Regions from separate parts of the Mus musculus genome. Here region 2 is linked to region 1. A link is a contact called in public promoter capture Hi-C data. All regions are on one chromosome and are shown on one strand. The core of a region is the stretch at or near the end of the contact, and the rest is flanking DNA. Distances in the headings are between cores, read along the strand shown.

What was found. Promoter capture Hi-C pulls out the DNA fragments that hold promoters and counts their contacts.
Region 2: a promoter capture Hi-C map of liver shows a contact between it and region 1. The contact joins two enhancer-like sites. A contact is called at or near these places in 4 of 39 promoter capture datasets (the HPC-7 cell line, cranial neural crest, embryonic stem cells and 1 more), 3 of 484 Hi-C or Micro-C datasets (embryonic fibroblasts, liver and nephron progenitors) and 1 of 115 datasets of contacts at active chromatin or transcription factors (embryonic stem cells).

What each region holds. Positions count from the first base shown.
Region 1 is chr7:65,735,734-65,740,573 of GRCm38.p6, forward strand. No RefSeq gene overlaps it. Among named protein-coding and RNA genes, the nearest start is that of Gm33234, 45 kb to the left of the region's middle. Within about 2 kb of position 2,093, at least 16 of the 459 cell types and tissues checked have an H3K27ac peak or open chromatin away from gene starts, as enhancers often do. A contact at or near this core is called in liver, where this site is marked.
Region 2 is chr7:66,001,289-66,006,295 of GRCm38.p6, forward strand. The region is part of intron 13 of Pcsk6 (proprotein convertase subtilisin/kexin type 6); the gene reads left to right. Among named protein-coding and RNA genes, the nearest start is that of Snrpa1, 57 kb to the right of the region's middle. Within about 2 kb of position 2,728, at least 6 of the 459 cell types and tissues checked have an H3K27ac peak or open chromatin away from gene starts, as enhancers often do. A contact at or near this core is called in liver, where this site is marked.

The DNA of each region.
Region 1 (4,840 bases), core at 843-3,342:
CTTGTTAAGCCCTGTACATTAATGGCTCGTTCTCTCTCTCTCTCTCTCTCCCTCCCTCCCTCCCTCCCTCCCACCCCCCTGCACCCAAATATTGTGATCATGGATTCAAGCAATCATAGATTGAAAATACATGTGAGTGTACAGGTGCTTGGTTTGGTTTGGAGACGTGGTCTCTCTATTATGAGCTCTGGCTGTCCTGAACTCACAGAAGTCCACCTGTCCCTGCCTCCCAAGTGCTGAGATTAAAGGCATGTGCCACCACTGCCTGGTCTTGTACAGATGTTTTTTTCTTCATTATTCTCTAAATATACAGCCTTGGAAGAACCAGCTCTTCAGATGGCATTCACTCTGTGTATTGGTCCGTGCAAAGGTTACATGTAAACACTACAATTGTTTTACGTGCCACACTTGAACACTGCAAGGATTGGGATCCTAGAACCAGTCTCAGAAGGTACTGAGGGACAACAGTCAGTGTATGCATACACAATGTACATTGACACACGTACATGTGTGAATGTCTGTAACTGTGGGCGGGTAACTATATGCTCACGTGTACACCTGCACATTCCTGCAGGTCTGTATATCAGAGTGTGTTGGTGTTTTTCTATCCATCGTTTCTGGTGGCTGGAACCTTGCTTTTAACCTGTCATCCACCTTTCACTAACAAGACCAAGAAGAAAAGGCACATTGGCTAACATGTCTGTGAATTGGTGGCTTGGCCACACTTGGGATAAGGGAAAAGGTGAGACGAGGAAGGACTGACTAGACAGGAGTCTTCCTGGACAGCAAGATCCCACAATCTGGCCATTCCTGCAGGTCCGCTAAGCCAGACTTGCTGTTTGATATTCTGGATGAAGCCAGGAGACAGGCAGCAGGCAGGGTGGGGAGGGCAGGTCCAGTGCTGGCATCTCCATCTGGGGTTGGGGTCGTCTCTTCTGAGAACATCCCCTTTGGATTTACCAGAGGAAAATCTTGATCCTTTGAGGACCCGCACCACAATGTGGTGTTTGCTAAGGCCTGGACTACTGGACCCAGGATGGGCCCCAGCTCCAGGCTGGAGGGAGCAGGAGAGCACGGTCCTAGGTGGAAGATGGGAATCCCCTTGGCAGCGAGTCAGGGGTGAGGGTGGGGGCACTGGCCATAACTTTCTAGGGTCTCTGTCCATATCTCTCTGAGTTAGCCTCACATGTATGCTCGGGGATCACTTTCATGGACCATCTTCCTAGTGTCTTGCCGAGGAAGAACCAGGCTAAGGCTACCTTCACACTGACCACACCCAAGCTGCAGCCTGGATGATGCTTGTGAGTCTTGGTGCAGCTTCATTCCCTGGACAGCACAGGCCCCAGGCAGGCAGCAGACTGGGAACCTCGACCCAGGCTTCCCCACTCTGTTTCCAGCCAGCTGGCCCCTTGGTGGCACTGATCACTCCCTCGCAGAGGATACCTTAGAAAATTTCAGGAGTGGGCACAGGGAATATTTTTATCTCTATTTGGGAATAGCTCCTCTGGGGTTAATGTTAGAGGCTCTTTGATCCCTGGGAAACATGCAAGAGAAAGGTCAGGTGGCTTGCCTGGGTTTTGTTTTCTGTAGGGGGAAGGCTGGGCTATCTGATAGCATTCTGTGATCTGGACCCGCTGCTGGTTCCCAGGGAGTATGCCGCTGGCTCCAGCACGGCTGCTTCAGTTAGAGGGCCCTGTCCTTGCTTCCATGACCTTGTTCCACCCTCATTGGAACCATGATTCATTGGGCATGTGTGGGCGGTGGATGATTGGCTCTGAGTCCCTTGGCTAGCGAGTAGTGAGGTGAGTTTTGAAGCTTGCACACCTAGGTATGGTTGCCTGATCCCAGTCACCTCAGCCATACTTGGGAACAGTGTCTACCAAGACACTCGTTGCTCTAAGAAGCATGGGGCCTGGTAACTGACGCTGCTGTCCAGAAGTGCACGTGTTACCAGGCACGATGGAGGGCAGATAAGGTCACAGTGGAAGACAGGAGCGACAAATGTGGTCAGTGAAGGCTCCTCCTGACCCAGGTTCACCCCAGCAGGCCATCAAAAGACCGCCTTTGCTCCCTGAAGAGGCCAGCCCTGACAGAAAGTGTACTCAGCACCTTTGGCATGTTGCCCAAGGCCTCTGTCCCAGGGCTGGCCAGCAGCTGGTTTGTAGTACTCAAGAAAAGCCAACTTTTAAGTGATCTGGAATTTTTGCGAACCAGTTGTTAAACACAGGCATGTTAACCATTAATTATTTGAACTTGCAATTAAGTATGCTATATGAGAACCAACACTTCCTAATTAATTTTACCAAATTATTTATGCTTAGGGCTTGTATCTGTGTGTTATATCAATAGAAACTGTAGATAATGGTAGCCACAAGACATCTCTCTCTTCCTAAATCCATGTTCTGTGATGTGTTGACAGCTGGAAATTGGAAGTAGAAGGGATATTGGCCAACATTACAAGTGAGGGCTTAGATGTTGTTTTGTTGATTTTTCTAGACTGTGATAAGAAAATAACGCAGATTTAATTTAAAAGTTCATCATGGAATCATACAAAGTAGGCTAAATCTGACCAGGAGACAAACATCACTCAGGGGAACTTAATATAGAATTATTAACCACAATAAAAGTACAATCTATTGGGGAGACTTAGGAGAGCTACCCACGTATGTAAAATGCTGTCATGGATACAGACTTCATTGGACAGAGTGATAGCCAGCTACAGAATGGTCCAGAAGGGATCCACATAGCTGAGACCAAAGTGGGCAGCCTGGGAGTAGGTGATTAGCAATTGAAGTTCTGGGTCTGCAGATGCTGAAGGGGAAGCTTGCAAAGGTGCCTGCAACTGGTGGGACCTGAGGCACCAGGCAGGCTTCCTGGTAGGCTGGGACCAGGGTCTGAGCAGAGAGGGATGAATACAGTACTTACCAAGTACAAGCAAGGTTGTGGATGGATGGTGTTCTCAGCCTGATGGCCCAGCAGATTCCACCAGATGTCCTCACATCTGCATAACTGACTCTTCCCTCAGCCACCCAGAAACAACGGGAAGCCTCATCCACAAACCATCATGAACTCATGGCTTAGAGTAACACACAGAGATTCCTCTTGAAGCTTGGGTGTCAGAAATGTCAAAGCACTTTGGCTCCAGCTGTCAAGGTTTTAGGAGGGTCACTCTCTCGGGCTATAGGAGGGAAACCACTTACCTACCTCCCTCTCTCCAAGGCTGTTTAGAGCCGAATTTCTCCTAGCTCTATTTTTCATTGTCAAAAGTTGCAGCTTTGAGTGGCCAAGATGGCCGAGTAGGTAAAGACACTTGTTTGATAAGCCTGAGAACATGAGTTCCATGCCTGGGACACACATGAGAGAGGATGGGAATTGAGTTTCAAAAGCTGCCCTCTCACCTCCACATTCATACTATGGTATATAGTGTGTATGTGTGTGTGTGTATGTATGTATATGTATATGTATATGGTGTCTGTGCATGTGTATGCATATGTATATGTAGCATATATCCATATGTATGTAATGAATATGTATGTGTGTATATATAATGTATATGATATATGTGTATATGATGTATGTTTATATGATGCATATGTATATAACGTATATGTATCTGTATATATGTAATGACAATTTTTGTGTAGCAGCTTGGTATTTTTAACCCTCTGTGTCAAACATCTCTGTGTCCCCTCCCAGGAGGACACTCCTGATTTCATATAAAGGTACTAGACTGACCCAGGATAATATTTGCAAAGTCCCCTTTACTATGTACAACAACCACAGGGTTTGTGGGCTAGAACCTGGCTGTCTTTGGGACACACTACCTCACTGCATATTTGAATGAGGATAAGAAAATGAACACACTGAAAAATCTGAGACCATAGTGCCCAGCGCCAACTGGCTTAGGAAACGCCAGAACACTTACCTGAGCTGATTTGGCATAGAAGTCATTAGGTCATTGATAGGTAAGTGAAGTCCCAGCATCCATCTCTCTGTCTCACCTTTGCCTCACTCATTGACATAAATGAAAACCTCACAGGGCTCTTATGTCTGAAACATACCCAGTCCCAGGTTAGTTATGGGCCCAAGAGTTGGCAAAACTCAACAAAAGTCCCAGGAGGCATGGTGACTCACACATAAATCCTAGCACTTAGAAGTGTAAAGATGGAGAGAAGTCCAGGCCAGCCTGGGGCTGTAGAACAAGACCTTGTCTTTTAATAAAAGTAAAACCCTCAACAAAGGAAATCTGTGAGAATTGTTTGTGGAGTTTTAGGAGACTGACATGCTATCTACTATGCTAAAAAAAAGTCCTAGCTCGAGCTGGAGAGATGGCTCAGCCATTAAAGGCTAGGCTCACAACCAAAAATATAAGTCCTAGCTCTGTGTGTGTGTGTGTGTGTGTGTGTGTGTGTGTGTGTGAGAGAGAGAGAGAGAGAGAGAGAGAGAGAGAGAGAGAGAGAGAGAGAATTGTCTTCTAGGACCACACAGATAACAAAATTCATGGATGCCCAAATTCCTTATAAAGTGCTTAGTATTCGCATATAACTTAAAATACCCTTCTGTGTATTTTCCATGCTCTCTAGAGAATTTATAATAACCACGATGCAGAAGCATATGATTTTATAAGATACAGCTAAAAATTAAATGCAAAATCCTCCCAAGGTTCTCATGCCTGGCATGAGAGGGAATCTCTAGCTGATCCCTAACGTGGAACCCTTCTCCACTGAAGATGAGTTTGAACTTTGGCACGCTTAGTGAAGAGTTTTCTTGTCCCCGGCTCTTGGACACAATTGAAAGCTTGAAATGCAAAAACGACTCCAGCTGGGTCTGGTTTGTCTTG
Region 2 (5,007 bases), core at 1,478-3,977, 270 kb after region 1:
TCTACCTGCATGGTTCCGAGGAGAGGACTCCCGTCTTTGGTTCCCTCCTTCCCATGTGAAAAGTTCAGGCTAGGACAGCATCAGAGAGGCCCAGTGAGACCAGCAACGCTCTTGTTAAAATGTTCACAGTGAGTTCTAGAAGCACAGCTAAGCTAGGCGTCCTGACGCCTGCACACCCAGCCTCCTGAGGAAGCACAAGGGGGGAGTCAGGCTGGCAGGCCCCAATGCTCACTGCAGGCACTGGGCTTGCTCATGGCAGAGCAGTCTGGCCCGCACCCACAGCAGAGTGTCTGGCAGGCTCAGTCTGGATTCCAACTCACCACTTGCCTGCCCAGTCATGGACCCTCTGTCGGTCCCAGCTTCTGCATACTTATGGAAGGAATAAATTATATGTGATTTTTCTGGGGCCTGCAGGGGCTTTCGAATGCAGGCGGGCCTTAGGTAAAGTTCTCTGTGAGGAAATTGAAAAGCGTCAGGAAAATAATCTGTCTCTATGCATAGTGCCTGTGATTATCTGTAAAGATTTCTTTCCTTTTTTTTTTTTTCTTTTTTTACGTTTTAAAATTAAAGCTGGAGAGTGGCTCAGTGTTAAGAGCTTATCTTGTTCCCAGTGTCAGAACCTGCCCCGCAAGTCGTACAAAATACACCCAGATAGCAAGTTCTCAGTACAAAGGAGATTCATTACCCACAAGGGAGAAGTGGGGGTTGGGGGTGTGCACTTTTGGATTGCACAAAGGCCAATGGCAGGTGTCTCTCTACAGGAGTGGCTTTTAAGGAGAAAAGGAAAAGTCTATGCTAGGCTAAGTTGGCAAGTCCTGACTGGACCTGTTAGCTAGTGTTGCCAAATAGTGAATTTTGATTGCTGGACCATGGTATTCAGTCTCAGGAATGAGTTAGCAGCCAAATAGGGTAATAGACCTTGGGTTTAGCTTTAGGAATATAATCTAATGGTTTAGCAAGGGAGAAGGAAGGGGGAGAGAGCAAAACCTGCTGGCACCATGTTTGCCATGTTTGGGTCTGTTAGAGAGCCCTTCGTCCTTCACTCAGGACCTGTGTGGTTGGCTGCAACTGCCTACCATTCCAGGGGCAATGGATGCTTCTGGCCTCTATAGGCAGGTGCCAATATCCTCTCTCCAACACACCCAACATACAGATAATTAAAAACAATAAAAATAAATCTTTGCTGGACGTAGTAATAACAGTGCCTTTATCCCCAGCACTTGGGAGTCAGAGACAGGTGGATCTCTGTAAGTTCAAGGCCAACCTGGTCCACAGAGTGAATTCCAAGACAGTCAGGGCTGTCTAGAGAGACCCTGTCTCAAAAAACAAAACAAAACAAAACAAAGAAACCGCTAATAATAAGTAAATAAAAGTTATAAATTGGAGAGACATCCAGCTTAGCAAGTGAAGGTGGTTACCACACCAGCCTGGCAACCTGAGACTGCCTCTCAGAACCAACACAGAAGTATATATAGAGAGAAGCAACTCACGAAGCTGTTCTCTGACTCCCAAGTGCACATCGTCCTCACATGCGCATACAGGCGGGTGGAGAAAAACTTTCCAAAGTTTTACTTAGTTTTACCACAATAGTGGAGTTTGAACCCAGGACCCTGTGAAGTAATTCTCTGTGCACATGTGTGTGCACTTGCGTGGGGGCACGTAATGGTTCGCGTGTGAAGGGCAGCAGTCCTTGCCAGGTGTCATCTGTCAACTCCCACCTTATTTCTTGAGGTAAGGTCTCACTAAACCTGGGATTTACTGATTTGGCTAGACTGGCTGGCCAGCGTGCCCTCGTCCCCGGGATCGGCCTGCCCATGACTCCCCAGTGCTGGGATTGTAGATGCACACTGCTACACCCATTTTTATTTATTTTTGTTTGTTTGATGGTTTGTTTGTTTTGTTTTTTGTTTTTTTATTGTGGGCTCAGGGTTTGAACTTGGGTCCTCCTGCTTGTGCAGCAAGCATTCCATTTAGTGAGTCGTCTCCCCAGCCCATGAGACATGCTTGATAGTAAGGGTACCCCACTTTTCTACGTGTCTCAGCACTTAGTCTCAAGCAAAGAGGCGTTCTACTGACCAGAATGGAAGGCTAAAGGGAGCGCGAGGCTCTTGCAGACATGACTCGTACCTCGTACTAATGGCATTTACTCCATTAATGCCACATTGGCATTTACTCCACTAAGGTCACACTGACCTCCTGATTCACTTTCCCAGAACTGCCAGGTCACCTACAGCTTGTTTCCTTTCTCTGAGCCTCCCCTGAGGTGCAGCCTGGGCTCTGACATGGTGGCCATCAGTTTGATGAGCTACCTGTGACTGGCTTTTCTCTCCCCTCCCAGGGAAGACTTGGCATTTGGCCTCCCTAGCGTGCCGCTCTCTGGTGAGGCAGATGACGCCACCCAGAAGGGTTATGCAATGCTAGGTAAGGACGCAGCAGCCCATACCAGCTGACAGTTGAAGGCTTGCTAGTCCTCTGAGACCACTTTGCAAGCCTTCCCCTTGTGTACTTTATTCTGTTGTTCAGCTTTGACCACAACACTTCAAGCTCGCTCCCAGCTCCCATTCTCCCCACCATTGACTGCTTTGAGGTTGTACCATCCAAGACAGCGGCAGCCCACAAGCCTCACTTTACATCTGTGTCATCTAGAGATCCTGGGATAAACCATGCTCAGATGGCAGATGAGGTCAAAGCTTCCATGATCATCTATGAAACAGTCCACAGGGATCGATCTCAAAGTCACTGTGTGTAGACCTGGTCCGGTGTGATTGTGCCATGGCCTTGGGAAGCCCCGGGCTGAATCTGCTCTGGTTTCTCCCCTTCAGTTAATAAGTAGTCATTGAGTGATTGGATGGTGGGTGTGTGAGCGTGTGTGAGCCTTATTTAAATCAAAAGCTCGTGTGGTTTTAATCAACCCTGTTTTCAGCCTGCTTGCTCAGCAGGATGTTCAGTAATCAGTTAAAGGGGGAAAGAATGAGTCTCCCGAGGCTGATCTCTCCTTCATCTTCTTAAAAAGTTCCATGGTTCTTGGTTTCCCCTTCATGGCTCATTCGAGTTTGTCTTTTCTCCCTAACTGCTGCCGTTTCATTGCTGGTTTTATTGACCTCTGTTTTATTGACATCTGTTTGAGACTGATCGTCATTTCCAAAATGGAACTTGGAATTTTGCAATCTGTGGCCAGTGGCTCCATCGATCTTATCCTCTTCGCTAGGAGGAAGACAGACCGAATGAGCAAATCCTCTGTGTTGGCTTTAAACTTTTCCACTAAACTCATTTCTTTTTTTGGATTTTCCAAGATTTTTTTTTATTCTTTTTTTATTAGATATTTTCTTTATTTACATTTCAAATGCTATCCCGAAAGTTCTCTATACCCTCCCCCCACACCCCCACCCCTGCTCCCCTACCCATCCACTTCCACTTCTTGGCCCTGGTGTTTCCCCTGTACTGAGGCATATAAAGTTTGCAATACCTAGGGGCCTCTCTTCCCAGTGATGGCCGATTAGGCCATCTTCTGCTACATATGCTGCTAGAGACAGGAGCTCTGGGGGTACTGGTTAGTTCATATTGTTGTTCCACCTATAGGGTTGCAGACCCCTTCAGCTCCTTGGGTACTTTCTCTAGCTTCTCCATTGGGGGCCCTGTGTTCCATCCTATAGATGACTATGAGCATTCTTATCTCCTTGTACAAAGCTCAAGTCTAAGTGGACCACTAAACTCATTTCTGCAGAGAGTGACTACCAAGCCTCTCTCCCACATCCTTGGAAACAGAACTTAAGACCGATTCCAAACAATTCCAAACACGTAGTTGTCACGATCCGTTTTTTTTTTTTTTTAACCACTATTTGCGTTAATCTTGAAACCAACCACTTCAACATGCTTCTACTTTCCCAGAGACCTGTAATATTATTCTCCTGATTGTAGAACAAATGAATTGTCTCATCTCAGTAGGTGAGCCACCAATCCTACCAACGCTGTCCTCCTCCAGGGGGCGTGGCTTCATTTCATTGGTTCTTTTTCTCCTGACTGCAAAGGTAGCAAGAGGAGGCTTACCTCTTCCCCATTTCATGTGCGAATGACAAACTCAATGATGATGAAATGCAAATGAAAAATAGGCCCTCCTGGACCCAAAGAGGTGGCGGCTGAGAGGTTAGGAACTCTTGCTGCTCCTCCGGAGGACCGGAGTTAAACTCCCAGTACCCACAAACACCTCTAATTCCTGCTCCAGATCTCCCGCCCCCTTCTGGCTTCGGAGGGCACCCATACTCACACGCACATGTCCACACAGACACACACAAACACATAATTAAAAAGGAAATAAATCTCTAAAAAAGGAAAGAAAAGTAGGTGTTCAGAAAAAAGGCAAAGCTTCCTTGGCTCTGTCCTGCCACCGTTAGGAGTGAAGGCTCACTTAGATCTCTAGCTGGGCAGTGTGGCACCAACCAAACCCTCCCCAGAATTGATGGGTGCTTTTAGTGTTTACACAGAAGTAATAAAGTTTATTTTGAGAAACATGGCATGTTCAAAAATATATCTCTATTTCCATCCAGTCTGTTCTCCTGTAGTGTTGTACAGCCTTCCTGCCACGTTACACGTAGCTCTTGGCATTCGTTTCTGTTACTTGCATATCCAGTGATTTTTATGCCTTTGCGTATCCTTTTTCAAAAATAATCTTGGCTGGAGAGGTGCTCAGTTAAGAGAGCTGACTGCTCTTGCAGAGGACTTGGTTTCGGTTCGCAGCACCCACATGGCAGGCAGCTCACAATCTCTAACTTGAGTTCCAGAGGATATGAAGCTCTGACCTCCACAGGCACCAGGTGTGCACATATGGTGAACCTACATACTACATGCATTCAGGCATAAAAATATGTAAAAATAAATAAACCTTTAAAGAGGACCCCAAATGTCTCCTACAGAGTTTTTGGCAATTATTTTTATTTTTGAATTCCCATCTTTATGATTTTTTTTTGTAATTTGTTTCTGTTTTTATTCTAAGTTAGCAAAGTGTTCTTC